Regions from separate parts of the Hordeum vulgare genome. Here region 1 is linked to region 2. The links are chromatin contacts, called in public Hi-C maps. All regions are on one chromosome and are shown on one strand. The core of a region is the stretch at or near the end of the contact, and the rest is flanking DNA. Distances in the headings are between cores, read along the strand shown. Region 1 holds the start of LOC123410702 (bidirectional sugar transporter SWEET15-like). Region 2 has its middle 75 kb from the start of LOC123411592.

The links. Hi-C and Micro-C count contacts between places; a contact is called where the count stands out from the background.
Region 1: a contact with region 2 is called in a Hi-C map of leaf, with 2.7 times the contacts expected there. The contact joins the promoter of LOC123410702 here to the enhancer-like site in region 2. A contact is called at or near these places in 2 of 6 Hi-C or Micro-C datasets (leaf and seedling).

Annotation. Positions count from the first base shown.
Region 1 is chr7H:58,428,367-58,431,551 of MorexV3_pseudomolecules_assembly, reverse strand. LOC123410702 (bidirectional sugar transporter SWEET15-like) reads left to right here and starts at 1,312. Exons shown (of 5, transcript XM_045103640.1): 1 at 1,312-1,334; 2 at 1,374-1,433; 3 at 1,908-1,944; 4 at 2,496-2,868; 5 at 2,952-3,185. The coding sequence starts at 1,379.
Region 2 is chr7H:58,214,428-58,217,770 of MorexV3_pseudomolecules_assembly, reverse strand. No RefSeq gene overlaps it. Among protein-coding and RNA genes, the nearest start is that of LOC123411592, 75 kb to the right of the region's middle. Within about 2 kb of position 1,725, at least 2 of the 3 cell types and tissues checked have open chromatin away from gene starts, as enhancers often do. A contact at or near this core is called in leaf, where this site is marked.

The sequences.
Region 1 (3,185 bases), core at 63-2,562, 210 kb before region 2:
ACAAACAGTTTAGTTGTTTCGAGAAACTCGGTATGTCAGCCTAGTATATGTGCTTTGAATTGAAATGGAACTTTGAAGCAGTCTGAACCCGGCGTTTCCTGCGCGCGCGCGCGCACACACACACTAAAAAAACCCGAACTCTACTAGCAGTACGTGGAACGAGAGCTACCGTCGAGTAGTTGGTGTTCGATTCCGTCAAAAGACGTTCAATCTAGTCCAGCACAGGAGACACGAATTGACCTCGCCGTACGTACGTCCAATGATTGCCGATCGAGGAGAGAAAGAGAGACCGACCCAGAGAGAGGTGTGTGGGAACAGGAGAGACGCGTGACACAATAACCGGTTGGGTGGCTGGTTTATTTACGCATCATGATGATACTCCCGATTAGCACCGCCAATTGTTTCGCCGAACATAATTAGCGGTGGTGTTAACGTGTGGTCTAGGGGAAATTAAGATCGGGCCCCGATCACCCGGGAGCCCGGTGCGGCACGCAGCCAGCTACATCACACACTCGCAATCACGCCTTACCTATTGCGCTCCCAAACCCGGACACGTTCTTTGCGCTCGCATGCACCGCGCAACTGGCCGCCACGCCGAACGCGTTCCCGCCTTCGCCTTCGCCTCCGCCTTTCCCTCCCCCCCGCCGCCGCAGCTGAAAAGCAAAAGATCGGTCGATGCATCCATCCATCGACGCGAGGCTCTGGCTGCGGTGCATCATGGGCCGGCCGTTACAAAGGGAGAGAAGAAAAGGCGACGACGACGACGACAATGAGGAGGAGTAGCGTAGGCGGCCGTGGTGCGTACGTGAGCGCGGCGAACAGCTGGGTAGTGGGGGAATGTTACGAGCAGACGGCCAGGAAACGCTCGCTCGCGAGCCGTGCGCCGGAAGTCAGTGCGTCCCAGGGGTTGGCGTCTGGCATGTCACGGGGCGTTACGCACCATTAATTGGCCGAGGCCAGCTTGGTTTCTTGGCGTGAGAGAATGTGTATGTGTGTATGAGCCGGGGGCAAGCTCGACCGCACCGCGCGCCAGGCGCTGGCCAGCTGCAGGGAGCGTACGTACGCGCGCTGGGCCGCTCGGTCGTTACACGTAGCCACGCAATCATGGACCGGTCGACCCCGGCTAGGCGGGCCACGCAACCGCAACCGCAACCCTTCTCGCCCTAGCCCTCGCCATCTCTGCTATATATACGGGGTCTGCCGCAGTCGAGGATCTCCAAGAGCCCGACGCAGCTGAGCTTCCACAGCTCCCTCCCTCTCCTCGGCCTATCTATCTATCTATCTATCCCACCGAGCAAAGAGGAGAAGGGGTAGCAAATCTACTACTACTATCAGTACCTTGTTTGTGTGCTTGCTTGGGGATCGAGAAGCTGGTACCATGGCTTTCCTCAACATGGAGCAGCACACCTGGGCCTTCACCTTTGGCATCCTAGGTACATACACTACACACATTCATCCATGATCCATCCATCCATGGATCCGTATCCTACATTCTATATATGTGCAAGTGCTTCTGCTTCTTCTGTCCTTTTTGGAAGGATGATCCATCACTGGTTCCGGCTTGCTTGCTTACACGGGTTGGATCAATGATCTGATCTTTGTGCGCCTTCTTCAATCCCTTTCGTTGAGCTAAGCCACCGTTTCTGTTCCGAATAAATGGAACGGCCAAACCAAGCTTTTACGCTCTAATCAAGTGGTTACATCCCAACAAAGAAAGGGAACCAGCATGCTTGCTGTGTGTACGTTCACGGAGACAAACAAACGTACACACAACTGATTTTCTTTCCCTTTTTTTTTTCCTTCTTTCCTTTTTATCACCAGCCGGCATCCACCCTCCTTTTTTTTTTCTCCGTTTTTCGTGCGTTGGTTCACATAACTTATCATCATCTCCGTTCTTGGTTTTGCAGGCAACATCATCTCACTCATGGTCTTCCTTTCACCACTGTAAGCACCCTTAACTTTACTGTACTTCACTGTTCGGTCTTCAGAAAATACCACAGCCCTGCATACATCTGTGTAGATCCATGCATGTCCCATGTCATGTGTGTGTCTTTGTATATATTCAGACTAAAAATATATTTAATAATAACTAGGAAAAAGAAAGGACCACGGTACGTCGTACAACACACATGACACATGTCCATGAATACATGACTGACGGAAACGGTCACTGTCATCTACACTGTTCCAGATTTTTCGCTTATACCTGGAGACAACATACCGCTGAATATTGCTACATTATTTACTATATACTTATATTACCAGTAGAGTAAAAAGTGATGAAAGTCACTGTTAGGTAGGTGCGGTGCGGTGCAGTGCAGTGTACTTCACACATATCTCGGTTGTTAGTTAGTTTAGCTCCCCTGGTTACGTCAATGATTACTTACTTAATCTAGGTTGGTGCAAGTAAAAACAATTCTTATAGTAGCATGTTGGTTGATGCATGGTCATTAACTATCAGCTCTGATGGATGAATCTCTCATGCGTGCTTGCAGTCCGACGTTCTATCGCGTGTACCGCAAGAAGTCGACGGAGGGGTTCCAGTCGACGCCCTACCTCGTGACGCTCTTCAGCTGCTTGCTGTGGATGTACTACGCATTCCTCAAGTCCGGCTCCGAGCTCCTCCTCACCATCAATGGCGTCGGCTGCGTCATCGAGACCCTCTACATCGCCATGTACCTGGTCTACGCCCCCAAGAGCGCCAGGTTCCTCACCGCGAAGCTCTTCATCGGCCTCGACGTCGGGCTCTTCGGCATCATCGCCCTCGTCACCATGCTCGCCTCGGCCGGCACCCTCCGCGTCCAGGTCGTCGGCTGGATCTGCGTCGCCGTCGCGCTCGGCGTCTTCGCCGCTCCCCTGAGCATCATCGTAAGGACCGATCTAGTCTTATAGTTAGATCTGTTTAAGGTTTGTGGATTGGAGATATTGATTGATTCATGTTGTTGGTGCAGAGGCTTGTGATCCGGACCAAGAGCGTGGAGTTCATGCCCTTCTCGCTGTCCTTCTTCCTGGTTCTCAGCGCGGTCGTCTGGTTCGCGTACGGCGCGCTCAAGAAGGACATCTTCGTGGCGGTGCCCAACGTGCTGGGCTTCGTCTTCGGCATCGCGCAGATGGCGCTCTACATGGCGTACCGGAACAAGAAGCCCGCCACCGTGGTGCTGGTGCACGAGGAGATGAAGCTGCCG
Region 2 (3,343 bases), core at 476-2,975:
TAACACTGACACCAGCTCCGAGGTCACATAGAGCAGTTTTAACATAATTTCCTTTAATAGAGCATGGTATAGTAGGTACTCCGGGATCTCCTAGTTTCTTTAGTATTCCACCCTTTAAAGTATAATTAGCAAGCATGGTGAAAATCTCAGCTTCCGGTATCTTTCTTTTATTTGTAACAATATCTTTCATATACTTAGCGTAACGAAACATTTTTCGAATATCAGTTAAGCGCATATGTAATAAGACAGGTCTCAACATTTCAACAAAGCACTCAAGATCCTCATCATCCTTCTTCTTGGATGGTTTATGAGGAAAGGGCATGGGTTTCTGAAGCCATGGTTCTCCTTCTCTACCATGCTTCCTAGCAACAAAATCTCTTTTATAATATCTCTTATTCCTAGGTTGTGGGTTATCAAGATCAACAACAGGTTCAAACTCCACATGATTGTCATTATTAGGCAGAGCATCGGCATGAACATCATCATTAACATTATCACTAGGTTCATGTTCATTACCAGATTCTATATCAGCTTCAGAAATAGAGATATCATTTGGGTTTTCATGTGACACTACAATAGGTTCACTAGCAGCATGCAAAGTCCCATCGTCATTCTTTTTTCCTCTTATTAGAAGGACTAGGTGCATATTTTAAAATACATACATATTTCATATGTGTGCATAATTTTTGAAAAAGGGAACATTTGTTTTGAAATATTTGAACAACTTTTGAAAAACTGGAACAGTTTTTTGAAATCCTTGAACAATATATCATTGAACATTTTTTAATTCGTGAACAAAATTGTGAAATGCAGATATTTTTTGAAATTCCAATCTTCTCCTAATTATCGTACTTTTTTTGAAAATAAGCGAACAAATTTCTTATTTATAAAGATTTTGGGAAATTCTGAAGAATTTTTGAAAACATAGGTTTGATTCAAAAATGCGAACATTATTTAGAAAATTCGAACATTTTAAAATTCCAGAACATTTGTTGAAAACAGAAACTAATTTTGAAAAAGGAAGAAAAAATAAAATGTGACAAAATAAACATAAGAAAGAAAAAGAAAAGCAGGAGCTTTTTTTGAAAATCATGCAGATTTCTTGAATCATGAATACTTTTCCAAATTGCAAATCCAAATTTGGAGACACGAACATATTTTGAAACTCCTCAAGAAAATTTGAAAACACAAACATTTTTGGAAAATTGTGAACAATTTACAAGACAGCGACATGTTTTGAAATTCTGGAAAGAATGAAAACAAGAACATATTTTGTGATTTTCAAACAAATTTTAAACGGAATTTTTTAGTGCCTGAACATTTTTCGAAGGGATATAAAATTTATGACCAAAGGCATTCGCATTTTTTTTAAATAATAACATTTTGTAAAATTTTAGATTTTTTATTAAAACCGCAAACAATTTTTGACGGTATGAATAATTTTTGAAAACCAATATTACTTGAAATTTAGAAAAAATAAATAAAATCGAATATTCAAAATTTTAGAACAATTTTCAAACATGAACCTAGTTTCTAAAATAGAAAATAACTTTAGAAAATAAAATGGAAAATAAGAGACAGAAAACAAAAAAAAATGAAATGGAACAACGAAAAAACAGAAAGAAAGGGCAAACCTGCAAAATGGGCCGGCCATCTCATCAGTTGGTTGCTTGCCTGTATGCGAAGCCTGGCCATGTGACGCGAAGAGCGTCAAAGAATATCATACACGCTAAGTGAAGTGGGCTGGGCCAAAGCAGCCTCTATCGTCTGGTGTTGGTAAGGTTCTAGAATCTTGTCGAACCAATTTTTTTATTGTTTTCACCTACTTCCATTTTACCTTTCTTTTGTAATTTACTTATTATTTTTATGTTTAGTTTATATTTTCTTTTCCTTATTTTCAAGAATTTTCTTACCAATTCGTGAACATTTTTAGAAACTTATAATCACTTTCCTTCACGAAATTAAAAAAAAATTCTTCAGTAGAAAAACAATTGTAAACCAAATTCAAAAATTGTTCAATAAATTTTCCGTCATATTCAATAACTTTTTATTAAATTATAAACTCAAAAAAATTAATCAAAATTTTAAAATGTGCATGATATTAAACTATTCATGTAATTACAAAATGTTTATCATATTCAAAAATTGTTCATCCTTTTCAAAAAAAATTCCCAAATTCATTTTTTCATGCAATTTATAAAATTTAAAATTTGTTCATGAAATACATAATATGTTTATCACTATTCAAAAAAATCATCAAAAAATCAAAAAATTTAAGCTCAAATGTATAATTGAGACAGAAACATATGGATTCCAATGGTTGGGGATCATATATTTATAGATAGATTCAAGTGTGATAACATACCCCTTTCCTAGCACCCTATAGATGTGATTTGCTAAGTGGGTCCTACTTAGTTGGTCAAACTAGTGGGAGTGAGACAAGTTGTACAAGTTCTCATGCTCGAGATCCCCGTATTGGTAAAATGATTGGTGTTGGCTTCAAACTCCTTGCTGACAGATGTATCGATACAAGGAATAATGCATGAAAGACTATATGACTAGCTCTTATACAAGTTTGTGGTAAAGCACTACTTGCGTAAAGTACCCCGCTCGCTCTCCTGCTCATTCAAAGTATTCCACTTCATAGGATCACAGTAAATAAGTTTGCTCCTTATCGTTTCGTCCTAGCCATGAGAGCAATACTATGTGTAATAACACAATGAACTTATCATACAGGGAACCTTACCCCAAACCAAGATAGGTGAACAAATAGAGCATACTAGGGCGCGTCGAGAGAACCATGTTGAAGGACCTCAACAAAATGACCACGTAACTTCAGGGAAAGCACAAAAAATTTAAAAAATATTCATTTTTTTGAAATCATCAACTTATTTTAGTTTTTAAAAAAATAGTAGGCTATCTCGTTTTCCTGGGCCGACCCAAGTTCGTGCATGGAAACCAGGGTGTGCCCCTTACCTCGCTTTCCGCTACGTACAATACTGACAAGAGACTTTGTGCTGCCGACCAATCCTAGTTGCCGCTCTCAAGCGGCAAATAGTGGTGGCTTCACTGTGAGAGCATTTTTAACGACGCACAGTCGGGCTGCCCTATGTCGGGTAGGCTATTTCTTTGTTTCTTTTTTTAATGCTTTGTTTTCCTTTCATTCTTTTCAATTTTTTCTTTCATAATTTTTGAATTTTTAACGAATGTTTTGAATAACAAATTTTGTTTGATTTCCAAAAAATGTCGGAAATTCCAAAGTTTGCTCGTGTTTTTATAATTGTTAACATATTTTAAAGTCAATTCCCGCTTTTCGGTATTTTTCACATTTTCAATTTTTTGT